3 separate regions of the Mus musculus genome follow, and regions 1 and 3 are each linked to region 2. A link is a contact called in public promoter capture Hi-C data. All regions are on one chromosome and are shown on one strand. Each heading gives the region's core, a stretch centred on a gene start, on an enhancer-like site or on the middle of the called end of the contact. The rest is flanking DNA. Distances are from core to core; before and after follow the strand shown.

Region 1 (3,250 bases), core at 436-2,935, 1.1 Mb before region 2:
ACAGTTACTTGTGGGTATGGCTTGTGATAGGAGCTCCCAACTTCAGGGGCTTTCTCCATTGTATCAAGTCATGTCAGGCACAAGATAGGTTTATATAAATGGGGTAGGTATTACATAAACGTTGACTATAACTGTTTTTAATGGTTTGGTTTATAACACACTTTTATTTGATACATTTTGAGTAACTGAGTTGTATAATATATAGGAAACTTATTACAGTTTTGATTATATTCATATTACTGGAATGCTTAACATTGTAGTTTTAGTATTTTGGTTGCTAGCCCTCCCAACAGTTGCACTGGTATTTTAAAATGCATTGGAATGACTTCGGTCTAAATCAGGTAGTTCTTCAAATGCATCACTAGGTGGCAGCAAAGCTTTAATAAAATCAATTCTCAGCCCCTTGTGGAGCACACAGTATTTCCTTTTGTCTTCTTTATTACACAACCTCATTGCACCAACAAAATATTATTATCATTAACATTGATAGTGGCAGCTACAGCAAAGGCAACTGACCAAGATGTCCAAAACATGACACACTAAACACAATTCAGCATTAAGTGTTACAAAGTTGTTGCAAAAGACTTTCGAAATTATTAGTCAAATAGGCTGAAAGCATTGTCACTGAACTTAAAGCCAGCTGCCACCTTCCCACACTTATGTAAGAAATAGTTCCACAGGCTCCTTGAAGAAGATCTGTGGGGCCTTAGTTGTACAGTGTGTGACTGCCACAAAGGGAACCTCTGAATAATTCATGAAGAATTGTTATTTTCTTATATTGTTTGAGATGGAAGTCGGCTGCAGGTCTATAGACAATGACGCAATTACAGTGTTTAATGTCCCTTTGGGAGAGTTTCTATATTCCATCTTTGTATATACACTTGGCATCTTTCATTTAGAATGAATGGGTTCACTTCTTTCTTGTTTGAGAAAAATCCTCTTCCCCAGCAGAGTCCTAGGCTTTCTTTCTCTGGTGATTCTCACATCAGCTACACTTTCCATTACATTCCTGTCAGCAGATATTCCCAGCGGGGTAGGGGCTGCACATAGCTGGGATTTCCCTAATCGAGATGCCCTCCTGGCTCCTGAAATTGGTGGTTTTAACTAGCCCTTCTATTGTGAACAATGGATCCACACTCCCCTTTCTTTCTCTACTTTGCTTAAGCATTCCTGGATTCTTCCCCCTTACACTCCCCCTTCGTATCTACCTCCCACCCTTCTTTATCTCCTGCATTCTTTTTCCTCCCTCTCTCTCACTTAAAATTCTCCTAACGTCCTTTCTACCATGCAGTGCAATCTTAACCATCTAACAAAAGACCGTATAACGTAAATTCCATTTCAGAAATGGGAGGAGTTTTCTTGCATACTAAACAAGCATTTCCTATCTTGGTAGGAAAACAACAAAACATTTTCCCTTGGAAGCGCTGCTTAATCACGGCTATCAGCATCGCCTCAAGCTGAATGTGCATCCATCGAAGGCAAAACACAGCCCAGTGCAGAAGTGCAACAACCTACTTTAAGATCTGCACACATCACGTGCGATGAAAACGGATTTCGTTTCTAGGCTCTTCCCCCACCTTTAAAAAAAATTCTCCCTTATCACGATTCCTTTCTAGGTGGAGGAGGTTCCACCTGCCCACTCACTGCGTAAACCAAATCTGTGCCTGAAAATTAGACTCCTTCCAGTGTGGTCAGAATCAGGTAACAACAGCTGAATTCAGTTCACCCCATGCCTTCTTTGCTTTCCACTGAGCAGTGAAGTGTGAAGGCTTATCTAAGGAGCAGGAAGGGAGAATTTGGGTTACCCATTTGTGTGTGTGTGTGTGTGTGTGTGTGTGTGTGTGTGTGTGTGACAGGGTTGTCCTGCTTTGTGCCCATTAGTCATTAAACGCATACTGCCCAGGCAGTAAAACAAAAGCTATTCTCGGATAAGTACGAGGCTTAATAAAGAGTTGAAGGAATTTCAAAGAAGGAAAAATGTTTCTGTATTCCCTGGGGGCTACATGGTCTCTGCTGAGTATTTTGATTTGGGGGTACATGGACGTAAAACCTAGCAGATTGTATTCTATACCTGCGTGCTCGCTGGCAGGCACAAAATGTACGCTGTTAACTACAGACGTCTGGGTTTGCTTCTCCCGAGGGGCTGATGGAAGATTCACCAGCACGTGGGTGAAGCAGCAGCCTTGTGATCTGGCTTCCCAGCCTCCGAGCCGCCTTCCAGCTGCCTTATGTAATGTGATCTGTTTGCTGATGGGAGCCTGATTAGTTTCTGGGTGGGAACTGCAAAACCTGTGCACAGTCCCCGTGAGTGCTAGACTCCGCCAGCCTAGTTGAGTTTGTATTTGTCAGGCAAGCAAGGGGTTAAATGGAGCCACACTAAGGGTATGCACGTGGGTGCACAGGGAGGCCAGGAATGGTGTGGATGAGTGATAGAGGCAGTTGAAGTAGTCCGAATAAGAGCAGCATGTGGGTGGTGGAGAGGGAGAAAGAAAAGCCGGGGAAGGGCTTTAGGGAGGAAAAGCAGTCGCCACCAAGCAGCTAACCGTAGATCATTGGCATGCATTCCTTATCAAATGAGAGCAGGACACAGAGACTGAAATCAAGCTGAGCAGAATTTCTAATAGAACTGGCTGACCTTTCAAACGAAGTACTTAAGTAAAGATGGGCAGCACATGGCAGGACTTTTTACAAGGAGGCAAAAAGTGGGCAGCTCAGAGTTTCAGGTGTACTGTATTTAAACAACACATCTCATTGGTTTTGAGTCAAAATACTTTAAAAGTACCCCTCAAGCCACATTTAGTGCCTCAAGCCTGTAATCGTAGCACTCGAGAGGTCGAGGCAGGAGGACTGGTGGTAGTGTGCAGCCAGCTTGGGCTATATAGTGAATTTCAGGCCAACCTAAATTATACCAGGAGACCCTGTCCCTCCAGGTAACTTTATTTGCTCTGGAATTCTTTTTATCGTCCCAAGTTGAGGGGACTGCATGCTGTTTTGGTAGGAGTTTAATATAAATAGCCAAAGTTTTTTTTACACTGTTATCCTTTGAGAGTTGTTTTATTTTCACATTTCTATAAATATGTTCAGCAACAAGGTTTTTGGAGAGCTCCCCAAGAATTTCGCTTGTGAAAGTCTCCATGAGAATTAAAAACAAGTCCCTGTGGGTTCTCCATAACCGCTAACTTTAAGACTAAAAAGTTACATTAATGAGTTCTCTATAAATCTTCTCTCCGTCGATAAAAAATTCTTTTTG
Region 2 (3,347 bases), core at 502-3,001:
GAGTCCCGCCACTTGAGACCACCCAGCAGCAGCACTGTCTCTTCCACCACAGCAAGTCCATAGCAGAAGCGGTCATAGGGTAGCGACCGCAACCGAGTCCACTGGTCTGTGCAGGGGTCATAGCGTTCAATCTCAGAGAAGGGCTCATATCTCCCCAAAAAGGCAAACACTGCACCTCGCAGCACCACAAGGTAGTGCCCATAGCGAGCTGTGCCCATGGGTGCCCTCTTGCTCCACACTCTCTCTCCGGGGCTAAGGGAGTACATATCCCGGAGGCTACTTGTGCCTCCTTCACCTCTCCCAGCCTTGCCCCCGGAGATGTACACAACACCATGATCCCCGACAGCACCTGCGTGACCATGTACTGCCCGAGGTAGCTGTCCAGCTGCCATCCAGCGGTCCCTGCGAAGGTCATACATCTCCACTGAGGCCAGTGCCTCACCACAGATGCCCAGGCCTCCGACAGCCAGGAGACTCTCACCTACCACACCACACCAGAAGTAGGCCCTTGCTTCTCGCATGGCAGGCACCTGTGTCCAAGTGTGGAAGCGCGGGTCATAACGGTGCACTAAGGCTGTGATTGACCTTGAGCCGGCAGCCAGGGAACTAGATGGGCTGCCAGGAAGGCTCTCCCCTCCAAGGACAAATAGGAAGTTGCCAGTGGTACATACACTGTGGCCTAGCAGTGGTGTGGGCAGCTGTGTCAAGCTGTGCCAGCTGTGGTTATACACGTCGAAGGACACCACATCCTGGGTGAGCTCCCACTCCTTCTCCTCCATCTCTTCCTCCTCCTGTCCCTCCTCTTCCTCTGGTTGAGGTGCAGGGTGCCGATTCTGAACTACCTCTGGTAGGCCCATGATCTCCTCGGTAACCATCTCCCTAGCTCTGAGACCACCAACTAGCAAGATACGGGTCTGGGGACTCCGAACACTAGTCTGTTCTCCCTGCAGAAGCGGCTGGCTGGAGGGTGCTGTATGGTAATTGAGGGCCTGGATGATGAGGCTTTTGATCCTAGTAGGTAATATAAGACCGGAGCCCGAGTATATGCGCCGCAGCACACCAGCAGGCACCAGGCCAAAGCGGATGCATCCAAGCAGTGTTGAACTATGTGCCAGGCGCTGGACCTTGGGTTCCTGCTGCAGCCAGGCTAGTGCCAGGCCCAGCAGCCGCGTCTCAGGCACCCGTGCCACGTCAGGGGCGCCCAGCACAGCTTTCATTGATATAGGATTGAGTTCCAACAGCCCCGAGGGGCCAGTGCCCATCAGTAACAGGCCCCCCAGGTGGCGTACAATACAGCACTCCGCTGCACCTAGGGTGCGGGCCAGGCCAAATCGAGCTGCCACATTGGCAATGAAACAGCAATTCTCTGGGGCAAGCTGGCGTTCCAAGTAGTGGGCACACAGTCCCAAGGCCTCGGTGACTTGCAGGTAGCTGGCAGCCTCCAGAGTGTCCTCCACAGTGTCCATGGAGAGGGGCAGCCAGGCAGTGTAGATGAAGTCCAGCAGGCGCTGTAGGCCGGCCGCTGAAGGCACACGCAGGTGAATTACGCGAGCCCGCGATTCCTGAGTGTGACTCTTGAACAGGGCCCTGAAGTAGTCGCTGGAGCACGCCAGAAGTGACCTGTGTGCTGGGAACTCACTGCCCTCGGCCTCCAGTGTCACGTCGCACAAGAAGCCCTCAGCGCGTAGGGCCTGGTAGCCAGTGAGAAGAGAGCTGCCGTGGGTTTTGCAGTAAGACAGGAAGTAACTCATGATGCCCAAGGCGGGAAGCTGGGATGGAGCCAGCCCAGCGCGGCTGGAGGCATCCCATAACACGGAACCCCCACCTCCGCTGTCCAGCTGCTGAGCCCCTAGCAAAGGCTGATTTTTGCCTGCTCAGCTTAAAACCTAAGGTTCCTTCATCCAGATTTGGCTGTTGCTCCGTGCCCCTCTCAGACAAAGTAAGATGTAGAGACAATTTCCAAAAGCCTCTAGTAGCAGAGGGTGTGGATTTCGGAGTCTTCTCGGTATTGCTAGACTTGTTTTCAGCTGGTGAGCATGACAGCGCGTTGCCCAAAGCCGCCTCCCCTACACAATTTGGGGAACCCACACTTGCACACCAGGGGCGGCGGTGGCCGCGCACCATCACCTGGAGAGGTCGAGGGTACTGAATCTCCAGAAGGCCAGATGCGTGGATGTGGCCCTATTGTGGGTGCCCCAGGACAGCAGGATGGTGGCTCTGATCGTGGCTGCTCCGTAGACACTCGCACAGTCCGAGGACAACTGGCTAGGGGGCTGGGGGGTGAGCTTGTTCTGAGAGAACGATCAAATCAAAGCCTGTGGCACTGGGGGGAGAGCAGGTCAGCTTAGAGGATTGGGAGCGTGATTGGGCGCTGTACATAACAAGCCGGTAGCTCACAGCGACAGGAATAGTGCTCGCCTTGGCCGGCTGGCTCTCGGGCGACCCGCCCCGCCCTGCGTCCCAGCTGCTGGCTGCGAAGCGCACAAAGGCTCAGCAGGAAGCTTCCTGAGCCAGGGCAATGACTTCTGTGACCTGACTGGCCTCCAGGAACCGCAGGGAGGGGGCGTCCCTTGGAATGCTGAGCTGAGGGAGGGGTGGCAAAAGCTAAGGAAGGGCCCAATTCCCTTGGGACTCTTGTCCTGGTAATGTGTTGACAGGGATACCTGGCTAGGCTGGAGGCCCTTTTGGTGCCCCTGTGCATGGGAAAAGGAGCCTCAGGCTCATCTTTTGGCTTTGAAGAAGTTCTAATTAGTCGGGAGCAAGCTGGGATTAAGAGGCAATTTTGCGCACTGACACCTAAGAGGAGGCCTCTGCTCAGAGAAGACTCTAGGAAGAGCTAAACCAGAGAGAACCCCAAGCTCTGGGCCAAGTTCTTGTGCCCTGTGTGAAATTCAGGGGCACTTGCCCTTCCTAAGGCAGGCAGAGTCTCCCAAGCTGCCTGGTTTTACATTCCAACCCCTGCCCTCTGACCCCAGGGGAGCTAGCTCTCTTGGGTACTCTTGCGCTTATGAAAACCATCTCTTTGCAATGCAGAGAAAGAAGTTATAACTAACTCGAGTTTTCTTTCTTTGAATGACAACTCCTCAAAAAAAAATGTAATTTCTTCTAGTTTCCTCTCTGCTTTCCCATGCTCTGATCTAATGACTGGCTGCCACATTCTCAATGCCAAGACAAGACAATGGGCAGTAAAGTTGCAAGGCTCAGGACAGTTGTGGTTTCTGGGGCCCCTCCCTACAAAGTGATTTTTATAAGAAACACCAAACAGAAATGGTGACTAAGAGCACCCTATTGGTTGCCCGAATCCTGCTCTCGCATTAGGAGTTCATTAAGCCCTCTTTCTTGCCAAA
Region 3 (3,169 bases), core at 384-2,883, 1.1 Mb before region 2:
TCCAGTCTATTTGGAGTTCTGTAGGCTTCTTGTATGTTCATATGCATCTCATTCTTTAGATTTGGGAAGTTTTCTTCAATAATTTTGTTGAAGATGTTTGCTGGACCTTTGAGTTGAAAATCTTCATTCTCATCCACTCCTATTATCCGTACGTTTGGTCTTCTTATTGTGTCCTGGATTTCCTGGATATTTTGAGTTAGGATCTTTTTGCATTTTCCATTTTCTTTGATTGTTGTGCCGATGTTCTCTATGGAATCTTCTGCACCTGAGATTCTCTCTTCCATCTCTTGTATTCTGTTGCTGATGCTCAAATCTATGGTTCCAGATTTCTTTCCTAGGGTTTCTATCTCTAGTGTTGCCTCGCTTTGAGTTTTCTTTATTGTGTCTACTTCCCTTTTTAGGTCTAGTATGGTTTTGTTCATTTCCATCACCTGTTTGTATGTTTTTTCCTCTTTTTCTGTAAGGACTTCTACCTGTTTGATTGTGTTTTCCTGTTTTTCTTTAAGGACTTGTAACTCTTTAGCAGTGTTCTCCTGTATTTCTTTAAGTGATTTATTAAAGTCCTTCTTGATGTCCTCTACCATCATCATGAGATATGCTTTTAAATCTAGGTCTAGGTTCTCAGGTGTGTTGTGGTTCCCTGGACTGGGCGAAGTGGGTGTGCTGGGTTCTGGTGATGGTGAGTGGTCTTGGTTCCTGTTAGTAAGATTCCTCCGTTTACCTTTCGCCATCTGGTAATCTCTGGAGTTAGTAGTTATAGTTGACTCTGTTTAGAGATTGTTCTTCTGGTGATTCTGTTACCGTCTATCAGCAGACCTGGGAGACAGATTCTCTCCTCTGAGTTTCAGTGCTCAGAGCACTCTCTGCTGGCAAGCTCTCTTACAGGGAAGGTGCGCAGATATCTTGTATTTGGACCTCCTCCTGGCCGAAGAAGAAGGCCCAAAACAGGACCTTTCTCAGACACTGTGTTGCTTTGGCAGTTCCCAGGTGGTACAGACTCTCACCTAAGCAGACTAAATTCCTAAGTTCCTTGGAGTCCCGGGACCAAGATGGCGACCGCTGCTGCTGTGGCTTAAGTCGCCTCCCCAGCCGGGCGGGCACCTGTCCTCCGGTCCAGACGGTGGCTGGCTGTCCCCGGCCCACACAGGGTGCTGCCTCAGCGCCTCTGTGCTTCTGCCTGTTCCAGAAGCTGTCAGGTTCTCTGGCGCACCCTCTCACCTGTTCAGACTAATTTCCTAAGTTCGGCGGGTCCCGGACCAAGATGGCGACCGCTGCTGCTGTGGCTTAGGCTGCCTCCCCAGCCGGACGGGCACCTGTCCTCCGGTCCGGACGGTGGCCGGCTGTCCCCGGCCCACGCAGGGTGCTGCCTCAGCGCCTCTGTGCTTCCGCCTGTTCCAGAAGCTGTCAGGTTCTCTGGCGCACCCTCTCACCTGTTCAGACTAATTTCCTAAGTTCGGCGGGTCCCGGACCAAGATGGCGACCGCTGCTGCCGTGGCTCAGGCCGCCTCCCCAGCCGGGCGGGCACCTGTCCTCCGGTCCAGACGGTGGCTGGCTGTCCCCGGCCCACAAAGGGTGCTGCCCCAGTGCCTCTGTGCTTCCGCCTGCTCCAGAAGCTGTCAGGCTCTCCGGCGCACCCTCTCACCCGTTCAGACCAATTTCCTAAGTTCGGCGGGTCTCGGACCAAGATCTAGTGCAGAGTTCTATCAGACCTTCCACGAAGATCTAATCTCAGTTCTTCACAAACTATTCCACAAAATAGAAGCAGAAGGTACCCTACCCAATTCATTATATGAAGCTACAATTTGCAAAACAGAAGAAAATCAAGAAGAAGGAAGATCAATGAGTGAATACTTCATTCCTCCCTAAAATAGGGAATAAAATACCCATGGAAGGAGTTACATAGACAAAGTTTGGAGCTAAGATGAAAAGATGGACCATCCAGAGACTGCCCCACCCGGGGGTCCATCCCACAGTCAACCACCAAACCCAGACACCATTGCATACACTAGCAAGATTTTGCTGAAAGGACCCTGATATAGCTGTCTCTTGTGAGGCTATGCCAATGCCTGGCAAATACAGAAGTGGATGCTCACAGTCATCTATAGGATGGAACACAGGTCCCCCAATGGAGAAGGTAGAGAAATCATCCATGGAGCTGAAGGGGTCTGCAACCCTATAGGTGGAACAACAATATGAACTAACCAGTACCCCCAGAGCTCATGTCTCTAGCTGCATATGTATCAGAAGATGGCCTAGTTGGCCATCATTGGGAAGAGAGGTCCCTTGCTCTTGCAAACTTTACATGCCCCAGTACAAGGGAATGCCAGGGCCAAGAAGTGGGAGTGGGTGGGTAGGGGACCAGGGCGGGGTGGGGGATGGTATAGGAAACTTTCGGTATAGCATTTGAAATGTAAATGAAGAAAACATCTAATAAAAAATTAAAAAATTAGACTAAACAAAAATCAATTAAAACTTGATTAGAAATAAATAAAACAGAAGAGAACAGAAAAGTTGAAAACAAAGGAAGAACAGATATATGAATCAACAAAATCTGAGGGAGCCCTCCTTTTTGTTTTGGCTGTTTTTAGAAAGAGTTACTCATGTAACTCAAGATAGCCTGAAATTCACTGGTAACTGAGATTAATGACCTTGAATTTCTGGCTCTTTCTTTTGCCTCCTGAGTATTGGGTTTATAGAACCATCTCCACATGCCAGCTAGGGAAGGAGTCTTAGTACTTGAGAACATTGAATTAAATCCACAAGTCTTGTAAGAGCTAAAACTACCTCTGTATATAAACAAAAACTACAATGGAATAAAAATAATTACTATATATGTATCTAATAATTTAGTTTTATAGCATACAGAGAATCTACTTCCATCATTACAGAAAGAAAATGAATTATTCAATAAAAATTTAATCAATAAATCAATGTTGTTATTTTAAAATTTATCTTAGAATTTGTTTACCAATAATTTATCTGGGTACTTTAACGTATGCCTTTCTAAAAGTGATTGATCTAGTTATCAAAAACAAATATGGGAACTCTGAATATATGAACAATATTCAGCTATTAGATTTTTATGACGTTTATAACATTCCTTTGGGGTCATATTTTCTAAAAGTTGACATGTGATTGACCACAAAGGAAGCCTCAATAAATTCCACAG

Evidence for each region. Promoter capture Hi-C pulls out the DNA fragments that hold promoters and counts their contacts.
Region 1: a contact with region 2 is called in a promoter capture Hi-C map of hippocampal neurons, with 16 times the contacts expected there. The contact joins the enhancer-like site here to the promoter of Klhl34 in region 2. A contact is called at or near these places in 8 of 39 promoter capture datasets (the 3T3-L1 cell line, the C10 cell line, cranial neural crest and 5 more), 3 of 484 Hi-C or Micro-C datasets (cerebellum, forebrain and muscle stem cells), 3 of 115 datasets of contacts at active chromatin or transcription factors (astrocytes, forebrain and neural progenitor cells) and 1 of 9 other capture datasets (embryonic stem cells).
Region 3: a promoter capture Hi-C map of embryonic stem cells shows a contact between it and region 2, with 8 times the contacts expected there. The contact joins the enhancer-like site here to the promoter of Klhl34 in region 2. A contact is called at or near these places in 8 of 39 promoter capture datasets (3T3-L1-derived adipocytes, the C10 cell line, the HPC-7 cell line and 4 more).

What each region holds. Positions count from the first base shown.
Region 1 is chrX:158,922,371-158,925,620 of GRCm38.p6, reverse strand. No RefSeq gene overlaps it. Among named protein-coding and RNA genes, the nearest start is that of Rps6ka3, 330 kb to the left of the region's middle. Within about 2 kb of position 1,685, at least 45 of the 459 cell types and tissues checked have an H3K27ac peak or open chromatin away from gene starts, as enhancers often do. A contact at or near this core is called in cerebellum, forebrain, hippocampal neurons and 1 more, where this site is marked.
Region 2 is chrX:157,816,839-157,820,185 of GRCm38.p6, reverse strand. It overlaps Klhl34 (kelch-like 34), which reads right to left and starts at 1,751. Exons shown (of 1, transcript NM_001081667.2): 1 at 1-1,751. The coding sequence starts at 1,751.
Region 3 is chrX:158,868,360-158,871,528 of GRCm38.p6, reverse strand. No RefSeq gene overlaps it. Among named protein-coding and RNA genes, the nearest start is that of Rps6ka3, 390 kb to the left of the region's middle. Within about 2 kb of position 1,633, at least 4 of the 459 cell types and tissues checked have an H3K27ac peak or open chromatin away from gene starts, as enhancers often do. A contact at or near this core is called in embryonic stem cells, where this site is marked.